Linked DNA regions of Sus scrofa: all the other regions are linked to region 4. The links are chromatin contacts, called in public HiChIP or PLAC-seq maps. All regions are on one chromosome and are shown on one strand. Each heading gives the region's core, a stretch centred on a gene start, on an enhancer-like site or on the middle of the called end of the contact. The rest is flanking DNA. Distances are from core to core; before and after follow the strand shown. Region 1 holds the start of LIMS2 (LIM and senescent cell antigen-like-containing domain protein 2). Region 2 holds the start of SFT2D3 (vesicle transport protein SFT2C). Region 3 holds the start of WDR33 (pre-mRNA 3' end processing protein WDR33). Region 4 holds the start of PRPF40A (pre-mRNA processing factor 40 homolog A).

Region 1 (2,700 bases), core at 194-2,693, 770 kb after region 4:
AGCTGGCTTTGTCCGCAGACTTGGGGCGGGAAGAGAGGTCTGAGGAAAAGCACAGGACTCTCCAGGTGACAGGATCAGTGCTGGTTCCTGGGGCTGCCCTAAGACAGTGTGCCCCTGCAGGCTGGGTGACCACCCTGCACAACACCTGGGTTTGGGGCCACTACTCTGCCCTCAAATTCCTGGGCACTGACAGACTCTCCAAGCCCCTTTCCCTAACAAAGCTGCAGAGTCCCCTCCACCTGCCAGACCCAAGTCAAGGGGTCAAGAAGACCTGTGTCCTCCTCCCAGGCTTGGCTGGAAGGCGGTGGCAGGGCCTCACAGACCAGCCCCTCCTACCTCGCCAGGAGCCATGCACTTGTACTGGCCAGTACCAGAAAGGGCTGCAGAGGTCAACACTGGGCGGCCACTGGTGGACATGTGACTGGCCTGTTGAGTCACTCGGCCTCTGTGGTCTCTGTTACCTCGTCTGTGAAATGGCCACAAGGTGTATGAGGAGGGTCCCTGGCCCACCCCTGTACAGCTTGTGTTTGGGGACGCTTCTGGCCAGGCCCCCCACAAAGACCTTTTACTATTTTTACCGTTTTTGCCATTCCAGGTTTACAGAGGAGGAAACACAAGGCTCCGGAGGCGAGGCCTCACCAGGCTCCCACGGCTGGGGGAGGGGAATCTGGGAGAAGCCCGCAGCCTAGTTTTTGACGCCTTGCTCTTTAGCTGGCTGTGACCTTGACCAGGTCTCCAGCCCCTCTGGGCGCCCGCTCTCCGTGGGCAGGAGGTAACGGCCCCAACGTTCACCACCGAAGGTGCAGGGAACAGGACATACCCTCCACCTGCCGCTACCCGGGCAGCTGGAGCTAGGGACCCGCCGGCGCGAGGTAGGGGTGGAGGGGCTGGAGCACCAGGCCAGGCGGGCGGGGGTCCAGTCGCGCAGCCCCGCCCAGCCAGGCGCCCACTCCCAGGTCCGCGGCGCCCTCCGCCCAGGGGCGCAGGCGGGGGCAGTTACCTTCCCGTCATGGTGGCTGCGCGCGCTGAACCGGGGCCGCGTCGGGACCCCCTGAGCCGCCGCCGCCGCCGCCGCCGCCGCCGAAAGCCGAGCGCCCGCCAGCAGGTCCGCGCACAGAGAGAGGAGACGCCCAAAAAAGGCCGGGAGCCGCTCAGCCGGCCGCGCAGCCCAGCCCAGCCCGCGGAGCGGGAGGTGGGGGCCGGGACTGGAGGGCGGAGTGGGCCCGCCCCTCCCGCTAGATGGGGGTGGGGAAAGGGGTAGGGGCGGCAAAGGCGATGGGAGCCGAGGGCTGGAAGGCAGGGATGGGGGCCACGCCACCCGCGCAGCCTTGTCTCTAGGGACACCCGAGCGCGGCCTGCAGCGGGCGTGGGTCACGTCCTCCCGGCTCCTTTGCTCGCCACCTCCCGGATTCCGGGCATAGCTTTCCTTTAAAAGGGAGTGAAGTTATATTAAATGCGAACTAGCCCCCTATCCCCGCCGGCGCGCTCCGCCCGGCGCTCCCCCTGAGCTATCACGGGCGCGCTGGAACACGTGTGTGCCGGGGCTAAGGGAACGCGGGAGAGAGCGACGATGCTGAGACCACCTCGCCGCTGGCCCAGAACCAGGAGGTCACCGCGCTCCCCTCAGATAGACATTCCTGGGTACCGACTCCATCCCGGGGCACTGGGGAGTCCAGGTCCACGCAGTACCCCTTCCCCGAGAGGTCAAGGTCGAGGGGCAACCCTCTGAATCATGAGCCTGATTCTGCATACTGAGATGCCAGGCCAGTGCCCTCCTCAGGTGATAACTATTTCATCCAAATCTGTGAGCAGTCCCCTAACTTAGCAAAAGGTACTTTATAAAGACAAACCAAACCGAAGCTGGGGAGGAAAACCAAGTACCCCTGGGTCTTATGAAGAAGCGCTAGTGACATGCTAAAGAAGAGCCGTTGAAGTGAAGAGCAGTTGAAGTGAATGGTGATAGAAAACCACTTAGGGAACTATTTAGTCTGAGAAGAATTCTTAAACAAAATAAAACCCTCGCTCTGCCTAAAGGCAGATATTTCTAGGGGGACAGTGGCATGTTGCTCATCCCTGGAAGCAGCCCAAATGCCATGGCGGGAACAGAGCTGAGCAGCCTGGTCTGTTAACCTGACTGAACATTGCATTACTTCTTGGCAACTATAAAGACTATGGAGAAATGGCCATGTGAAATAGCAACCCACAAATAAACAGTGGAATTCAGAAAGATGAATTGATACTAATGTGCAGTGTAATAGCTGCAGAATAAGCTTGAGAAAGGCATCCATCCCTAAGCAGCTGATTATCTTGAAGCCGGTGTGGTTTGCAGTTGTTCTTTTTGCAAATGTGTCTTAGCTGATTCTGTTTAATTTGATGGCTGATTAAGCAGAAAGTATGATTTCTTGGCTCATCTGCCTGTTGAAGGAGAAATGCTTTCCATAACTGCCAACAGAGAGAGGCAAGTGTGCTGGAAGCGGTGCACCAGAAATAAGCAGTGCCTGAATCAAATATTGGGGTCCTGTAGGAAATTCAGGGGATGAAAAATAGAAGGCAGAGCACCAAAGGGACCTGCTTCCTCCCTGGAGGGGATCCCACACCTGCCTTCCAGCCTTGCAGCCTCCCTTTGTGTGGTTGCCCAGCAGAAAAGGATCTGCCTGTGGCCAAACCAGAGCCCTCTGCTTCTCACCTATCACCCAGCGT
Region 2 (2,700 bases), core at 160-2,659, 800 kb after region 4:
CAAGCAAGACAAAATAATAATAATTTATCCATAAAACAAAGTCAAGGACCATTAGTTCCTCCTCAAGGGCTATACACAATACCCTGAGCCATATCTTTGAGTGGTTTTGTGGGTAATAAAACCTCCATCAGCTGGAAAAAGTTAACTGCATGTTCACTACCAGCATGTAGACCCCAGACTGGTTGGAATCAGAAGGCTGATGACTGAGATTCCTAAAACATCACCCTGTTACCTCACCAACAACCATTCAGAGAAATGTGCATGAGCACAATCATGCAGCCAGTAACCCTCCCCTCACACTACCTTTAAAAATCCTTCCCTAAAAGCCTATACGGGGAGTTCCCATTGTGGCTCAGAGGGTTAAGAACCCAACTAGTACCCATGAGGATGCGGGTTCATAGGCTGACAGCTGCAGCTCCAACTCGACCCCTAGCCTGGAAACTTCCATGTGCTGCAGGTGCAGCCCTAGGAAAAAAGAAAAAAAAAATGAAACTGAATTGTACTGTTTCTTTTTTTTTTTTCTTGCTTTTGCTCTTTAGGGCTGTACCCTCCGCATATCCAAGATCCCAGGCTACGTGTCTATTCAGAGCTACAGATTCCGGCCTGCAACAGCACCACAGGATCCGAGCTGCATCTTCGTCCTACACCACAGCTCACAGCAACCAACCCACTGGGCAAGGTCAGGAACTGAACCTGCATCCTCACGGATACAGTTGGATTCATTTCCGCTGAGCCATGACAAGAACTCCTGATTTGTACTGTTCCTGCAAGAAAGAAAAGAAAAGAGCAAAAGCAAAGAAAAAGCAAAGCCTCTTGGGTCAGGTCATCTGAGACACAGTGCTTGGTGCCCTGCAAAACACACTGCTCTTTCCTCCACCACAACACAGTGTCAGAGTGGCTTTGCTCATTGGACAAGTGGACCAGGTTTTGGTTCAGGAAAACAGACAATGTTATGGGAATTTAATGGGGAAAATTGGTTATACAGATAACAGACTGAAAATCCAGAGATAACAACAGCAGAAAGCCATTAATACCTACCTCTTCATATTGCACAAAGGAGTGTTGTTATCGGCTGGGGTCACCCAGGGGAAGCCAGTACCAGGTGGTAAGGCGCTAGTACAGCCAGACTCTGTAGACTGAGTTTCCCTTACCATTGGCTTTAGAGGCAGCCATCTCAGACCAGATGAGAGCAAGATCAGAATGACCTGACATGTCAGGAAACTGGGACCCAGAAATGTCAGGAACACAGAACGGTGGACAAGAAATACATGACATGCCGCTTGAAAGACTCAAAAATATTGCCAAGCCTCTGCTAAAATGCGAGAAAAGCAAATTGGTGGGGGTGGCCAGTTAACTCTTCAACTCTGTAGCTTTTCCAAAGAAATTACCTAAAGTCCTGCAGTGAGGTTTTTAAAAAGTTAAATTTATTAAGATAGAGGTTAGCGTAATTATAAGAAACACGTAAGTCTGGAGTAGCCTCCCCATTTCCCCCAAAGGCAACATCTTGGAAAAACTACTGCACATCTCAACAGGATACAGATATCCATTAGGTCAAGATACATTAAGTATCCCTCAAGTTCTTTCATAGCCGCACAGACTCACCCCCCCCCCCAACTTTTAATGCTTCCACGATTTATCCAGGACTTAAGGGCGCCTACACCGTACCAAAGACTGCCGAGTGCCGGCACAAGTGGAACCTCCAGAACTAGCTTCACAGTAGTCTGCTAAGACAGTAGATCCTCAGGCTCCGCCCCTTCCGTCATGGCCGACCAACAGCCGCTGGAGGGCCGAACCGTTTCCAACAGCAACTGAATAGAACCGGAAGCGGGCGGCAGTCCACCCCTCCCAGGAGCCGCTGTCCAAGATGGCGGACCTCCACCGCCAACTACAAGAGTATCTGGCGCAGGGGAAAGCGGGTGGGCAGGCGGCTGCTGAGCCACTGCTAGCCACGGAAGAGAAGGAGGAGCCCGAGGCGGGGGCCGGAGCGACGGGGGCGTGGTTGGGCCGCGCAGGCCTGCGTTGGACTTGGGCGCAGAGCCCTGCGGAGCCGGCGGCGGCGGCAGCAGGACCGACGTGCTTGCCAAGCCTGACGCGCACTCAGCGGCTGGTGGCGAGCGGGGTGTGCCTGCTAATGGCCGCGCTCTGCTTCGGCCTTGCTGCACTCTACGCGCCCGTGTTGCTGCTGCGCGCCCGCAAGTTCGCGCTGCTCTGGTCCCTGGGCTCGGTGCTGGCCCTAGCGGGCGGCATGATCCTGCGGGGCGGCGCTGCTTGCGAACGTTTGCTGCGCGGCGAGGAGGTGCCGTCGCGGCCGGCGCTGCTCTACGTGGCCGCGCTGGGAACTACGCTGTACGCGGCACTGGGTCTGCGCAGTACGTTGCTCACGGGGCTGGGCGCCTGCGCGCAGGTGGCCGCGCTGCTGGCTGGGCTCTGCGGACTGCTGCCCCGGGGCACAGGCACGGCGCTGCGCCTCACTCTTGGGCGCCTGGGCCCGGGCGCCGCCCTCGCCAAGGCGCTACCTGTGTGAGAGGCCTAGGGCCCGCGCCATCGGAAAGGACGCATCGTCTGCTCCGGGACTCGCTGTCGGGAGATCACGCCAAGCCAGCCACCGGGGCCCAGCGCCTGCCGAGCCGAGGACTGCAACCTCCGGTTCCCAGACCGCGCGGAGCAAATGCTCCTTGCCAGAGAATCTGTAAACGCTGA
Region 3 (2,700 bases), core at 54-2,553, 920 kb after region 4:
GGTATTTCTCATAAATCTTTTTTTTCAAATTCTGATGTCTCCCGAAGTTTCCAACAGCCTACTATCATTTGCTAAGAAATTACTTTAAAACATTCTTGAGAGACTTTTCTATCAAAAACCTGTGCTTTTCTGATTTGATTTAAACAGATCCAATTACGGGAATTCCTATCGACCAGCCTCCTTCTCCTTTCTGCGGAAGAGCTACCAACCACAGGGATTTACAACAAAGTACCAACTTTTTTTTTCTTTCCTTAAAAAAAAGAACGCTTTCTAAGAACCTAAAAATCTAGTTGCCAAAAGGCAACTTAAAATTGGAGATGCGCAGGGAGTTATTAAAGAATTTTCAGAGAACATGATCTAAACCAAACAAAGTAGGAATGTAACTGTTCCAAAGGAGGAACAGGGGTTTTATGCCTGTCAAGCTTTAGATTTATATCTGTGAAAATTGCCGATTTCAAGCCATAATAATTACGAGACTAAACCTTCCGCCGTTTTACAGGTTTCTCATTAACTAACTTCCCGTGACCCCTTCAACCAACCACTCAAAGCCACACTCATTCAACTCTCGGCCCAACCCCTTCCACTCCCGCCCCAAATTTCAGTTTAACGCGCTTCCACCTCCAAACTTCACAGCTTTATCCATAACCTTACTACTACCTACGTCTTCTAGTCGTCACTTGTCCCCAGTCAGAGTTTTAGTCCTACCATGCCCTCCTTTCCCGGTCTGCCGCAAGCTTCCAAGCCCTCCCCCCTAAGTGCTGAAACCGCCACAAAAAGCCCCAGACAGAGATCCTCTCTGCTCTTCCAACCTGTTCCCAAGCGCCCCTCTAGGCCCCCAAAGCACGCAACGGCCGAGATGGAAAATGGCGGAGAGTGCCGCCGCCTGCTGCAGGCGACCGGTCCCGTGCCGCCGCCAGACTCACCCTCCGGGGCTGAGCAGAGCTCCCAATGACTGGCGAGCGAAATGTCGGTCTTCACAGCCGGGAACGTCTCTCCTTCCTGGCCTCCCCCCTCCGCCCGTCTCAATCCCACTCCTCCAAAAGAGCAGCCGCCATCTTCCCCTATGAACCACCGAGCGCACGCCTATGCGTCATCACGCATCGGCATACGCTACTACGTCACGCGCGTCTGGGCCGACGGGCTCTTTAGAGTTCAAACTGCGCATGTGTGCAGGTGAGAGGCGGGACCTTGTTGCAAACCACGTGGCTTCACTGAACAACTCCTTTGTTCCAGCTCAGTGGAGATCGGCGCTGTCTGGAACGAGGAGGAAAGAGGAGCGGGTGGTCTCGCCTGTTTTCTTCACATTGTGAGCTAACCTTGATGCTTTCAAAAATACCCCGGTTTCCAAAATTTGAATAGGAAATTTATTCGGGGTGGTGCTGCAGTCCCGTTTATTCATCCGTGAAATCAGAGCACCTGCCTGAGAATATTTTGAGAATTTAAATGAAGGCTCGGAGTTGAGTCAAGCATACAGTTTTCGTACTTTAGATACCTCTAGGTTATCTCGTTTCCTCACTGAGAGTTGAGACCAGGTTATAAAAATTGAGCCCTGAGGTGCAACCACTTTGGAAAACTTTACACAGTCGCTCCTAAAGTTTAGCATCCCCCCACTCTGAGACTCGGTAGTCCCATTCCAAGAGGGCTGAGTGCATACGTTCACCAAAGGCATGCACAGCAATGTTTAAAGCAGTTTTTTGTTGTTGTTGTTGTTGTTGTTTGTAATAATCACTGGTAACTCAAACGCCCATCAGCAGTTGTGTAAACAAGTTATGATGTGGTCATGCAGTGAGCTACTATGTAGCAACAGGAAATTCAGACATATCTCAGACATACTGCGTGTTCTATTCCCCACAACTGTAATAAAGCTAATATTTAAATAAAGTGAATCACAAATTTTTTGGTATCTAGCGCATATGTTATATTTGCACTATACTGTAGTCTTTAAGTGTGCAATAGCACTAAGTTAAAACAAGTACACACCTTACTTTTAGAAGGCTTTATTGCTAAAAAAAAAAAAAAATCCTTTATCTGACAACGCAGGGTTGCCACAAACTTTCACTTAGTTTTTTTTTTTTTTTTTTAAAGGCAATAGCAGTGAAGCACAATAAAAGAAGGTATGTCTGGGAGTTCCTGTTGTGGCTCAGCAGAAAGGAATCTGACCAGTATCCCTGAGGATGCTGATTCCATCCCTGGCCTCGCTGTGTGGGTTAAGGATCCAGTGTTGCCCTGAGCTATGGTGTAGATCCCAGATGCAGCTCCAATCCCACCTTGCTGTGACTGTGACATAGGCCTGCAGCTGTAGCTCCGATTTGCCCCCCAGCCTGGTAACTTCCATATGCCGTGGGTGCAGCCCTTAAAAGCAGAAAAAACAAAAACAAAAAAACAAAAAAGGTTTGTCTGTAACTACTGATAAATGCAACAAACTTGATGAATATCATAAATTTCCTTCTGTCAGGCACAAAAGAAGACACTGGATGATCCCATTTATAGAAAGTTAAGAATACAACTAAAACAAACAAGTTGCCTTCTAATTTTAGGATAAAAAATTTAAGTCAACATGAATCAAGAATCTTAAAAAAATGTATTACTTTTCATTCTAATTCCTCTTCTAAAAATCTATCCTAAGGATATTCTCAGAAGTGTGCAAAAAGGGAATTCCCATTGTGGCTCAAGAGGTTAAGAACCCAACTAGTTTCCATA
Region 4 (2,700 bases), core at 201-2,700:
GACGCCCTGGCCGAGAATTCCGCTCGCAGGTCACGGGCTACTCGGTCGCATCCCTCCTCCTCATCGACTTCACCCTCACCCCAGCTGTCTCCCTGAGTGGAAGCGGAAAATGCCGGCCGAGCGAACGGGACAGGGGTACCCGGACGACGGCGCAGAGGGGCCGGGCGCCTCCCGCTCTCCACGAACGACATGGCGGGAAAGACAGTGAGGCCCAGAGAGCGAGCGTTGTTCACCAGCCCCTCCCCGCGGTCCCAGCAGCCAATCAACGGCCCCCCCCCGGCCTAAACCACCAGACAGAGGCGCGCAGGGGTGCGCAAGGGTGGGCGGCTGGGCGGGTAAGGTGCTGTGGAGTTGGAGAGGCTGGGCGTCCCAGGATCAGGGTACTACCCTCAAGCTGTAGGAGGGAAGGCGAGCAGAGAAGAGCGCAGAGGGGAGGAAAGAAGAGGCCGAAGGCAGTCAAGTCCCCTATCCCTGCACAGGTTCGTCTCGCCCTGAGACCTCGGCCATCGCAGCGTCGCCTCTAAGCAAGAGCGCGGCCCGGCAGCCCCAAAGTCGCACCTTCGTGGCACCCGGTCCTAGCGCCCGCCATGCGCCCTAATACACATTACCGACTCAATTTGTTTTCTCACTTTTACGCCTTACACTCGCTCCTACCTCCACCCCCGCTTCCCTCCACGGCAGTTCACCACCCCGCACCCTCACCTCCCTTAACAGCCCATTCCTCCTTCCCTTACGTTTTGTTCTCCCCGCCCCACTACAACTTCCCACCACGCAGCTTGGCACGCCTCCGGCTCCCCTCACTCCCCTATCCCGGCGCCCGCTCCCCAGTTGGATCTTACGGAGATCGAACCTTCTCAAGACCCCTCCTCTAGCCTTCTTCGCCCCCTCCCTCCAACTCGATCCGCCCCCCGCGCGCGCGCGCGCGCGCGTATCCGGCCACCGCTAACGCTAGAAGCTTTCCCCACCCCCACCCCCACCCTACCATCCCACCCCACCCTACCACCCCACCCCACCCCAGGCGGCCTCAGGTTTGTGGGGGCGTACGTAACTCGGGCGGGGGGTGAAGGTGGCAGAACCCCACTGCCCCACCCCCTTCGGGGTGAGGCGAACTAAGCTCGGGAGGCTGAGACACAGACGTCTTCCCTTCCCTGGGGTAAGTTACTGGAGTTTTTCCCCAAGAGGACTTGCAACAGAAACTTCCTCCGTCCCCCTCCCCCCTCCATGCAGGCGACGCCGAGTGAGGCTGAGGTTGGGAGCGAATCGCCGAAGAGCTGCGTGTCGGCAGCGCAGTCTGATTGGACAGCGGAGAAGCCTGTCAGCTTATTGGCCCCGCTGGTTCCGCCCCGTAGCGCAGGGCAGCCTTTAACCTTTGGCCCCAGTGGGCTCCAGCCACTCAGATCGCTTCTTGTTGGTATGTGTAGCGGCAGTGGCCGCCGGCGGAGCAGTCTGAGCCCGACGATGAGGCCGGGGACGGGAGCTGAGCGAGGAGGCCTCATGGTGAGTGAAATGGAGAGCCATCCTCCCTCGCGGGGTCCCGGGGACGGGGAGCGGAGATTGTCCGGCTCAAGCCTCTGCTCCAGCTCTTGGGTCTCTGCTGACGGCTTCCTGAGGAGACGGCCCTCGGTAAGGGATCGGTGGGGCAGGGGAAAGCGGCACAATGAAAACGGAGTCAGAGAGAGAGGAAGCTTTCTCCCAAAGGAGAAGAAGATGAGAGTGGACGAAGGAAGAGCTCGAGATGGTGGGATATGTTCCGGGGGAGAGAAATGGAGGGCGGGGGTGCACAAAGAAAAGGAAGTGGGACCCTGGAAGTTGCTGGTGGGTTTGGCCTAGGCAGTTGCGCGTTGGTTGTGCTGGTCGCGGGCGGGGTGAGCGTTTTGGAGAGGTAGGCCTGACTTAGCCGTGTTGGGGAGGCGGAGATTTGATTCTGTAGAGTCTAAAACAGGCTGCCAGAATTTCTTCACCTGTGTTAGTGGTGTCCGTAGCGGGAGGACAGCTGGGAGAATTGGCAGGAGATAGTTACCTGGTTTTAAGGCCTGGAACAATGAAGACACAGGTAAAGAAAGTAGTTGTCTTTTTATAGGAGCTCGTTAAGATGGATGAATTAGTTATTTACTTTAGTATCTATGAATGACAGACCTCGGTCTTTGGGATTTTTTTTTTTTTTTGGCATAAGTAATTTTTCTCAAAGATTCTGTTGTAAGTAGTATGTTTATGTATTAAGAGTGAAGTGTTCCTGAGGATCCATACTGTTGGTGTTTTATAAGGGTAGCCCTTATCTGAGTTAATTTGGTAACTTCGGCATTTTAAAGTTTAAAATCAATGTAGAAAGTAAGGATAAATGGCGCAATAAAATAAAAATAAGCTGTCTTATATCTGTGAAGTAGGACAAAGCTGTGGTTTTCACCATGATAGTTTTTAGGCTGGCGTTTAAACTGTATTCTCTCACTTTAGCAAGCCATTTAGTAATTGATTAAATCATCATGTTTTAAAAAATGAATTAGGTATCCAGTAATGATTTTAATTTTTTCCACTTTCTGAAATTTGCTAAGTTGCAGATTTAAGACCAGAAAGTAAATGTTGAATCAATAGTTTAGTCACATATTAGACAAATATAATGTTATGCGCATAACTGACTTGTTGAAGTCAGATTTTTGAGAAGCATTTATTAGTCTTCGTTAATTTTTGAGATGCATTTATCGG

Evidence for each region. HiChIP or PLAC-seq counts read pairs in DNA pulled down with a chosen protein or histone mark.
Region 1: a contact with region 4 is called in an H3K27ac HiChIP or PLAC-seq map of alveolar macrophages. The contact joins the promoter of LIMS2 here to the promoter of PRPF40A in region 4. A contact is called at or near these places in 1 of 5 promoter capture datasets (liver) and 2 of 2 datasets of contacts at active chromatin or transcription factors (alveolar macrophages and skeletal muscle).
Region 2: a contact with region 4 is called in an H3K27ac HiChIP or PLAC-seq map of alveolar macrophages. The contact joins the promoter of SFT2D3 here to the promoter of PRPF40A in region 4. A contact is called at or near these places in 1 of 5 promoter capture datasets (liver), 6 of 47 Hi-C or Micro-C datasets (heart right ventricle, liver, omental adipose tissue and 2 more) and 2 of 2 datasets of contacts at active chromatin or transcription factors (alveolar macrophages and skeletal muscle).
Region 3: an H3K27ac HiChIP or PLAC-seq map of alveolar macrophages shows a contact between it and region 4. The contact joins the promoter of WDR33 here to the promoter of PRPF40A in region 4. A contact is called at or near these places in 1 of 5 promoter capture datasets (liver), 1 of 47 Hi-C or Micro-C datasets (heart right ventricle) and 1 of 2 datasets of contacts at active chromatin or transcription factors (alveolar macrophages).

The regions. Positions count from the first base shown.
Region 1 is chr15:59,671,251-59,673,950 of Sscrofa11.1, reverse strand. LIMS2 (LIM and senescent cell antigen-like-containing domain protein 2) reads right to left here and starts at 1,443. Exons shown (of 9, transcript XM_021076158.1): 1 at 1,001-1,443.
Region 2 is chr15:59,642,125-59,644,824 of Sscrofa11.1, reverse strand. SFT2D3 (vesicle transport protein SFT2C) reads left to right here and starts at 1,409. Exons shown (of 1, transcript XM_005671832.3): 1 at 1,409-2,700. The coding sequence starts at 1,865. The coding sequence ends at 2,524.
Region 3 is chr15:59,518,435-59,521,134 of Sscrofa11.1, reverse strand. WDR33 (pre-mRNA 3' end processing protein WDR33) reads right to left here and starts at 1,303. Exons shown (of 22, transcript XM_021075457.1): 1 at 924-1,303.
Region 4 is chr15:60,438,130-60,440,829 of Sscrofa11.1, reverse strand. PRPF40A (pre-mRNA processing factor 40 homolog A) reads left to right here and starts at 1,450. Exons shown (of 26, transcript NM_001244573.1): 1 at 1,450-1,623. The coding sequence starts at 1,459. ARL6IP6 (ADP-ribosylation factor-like protein 6-interacting protein 6) reads right to left here and starts at 1,242. Exons shown (of 4, transcript XM_001926700.7): 1 at 1-1,242. The coding sequence starts at 191.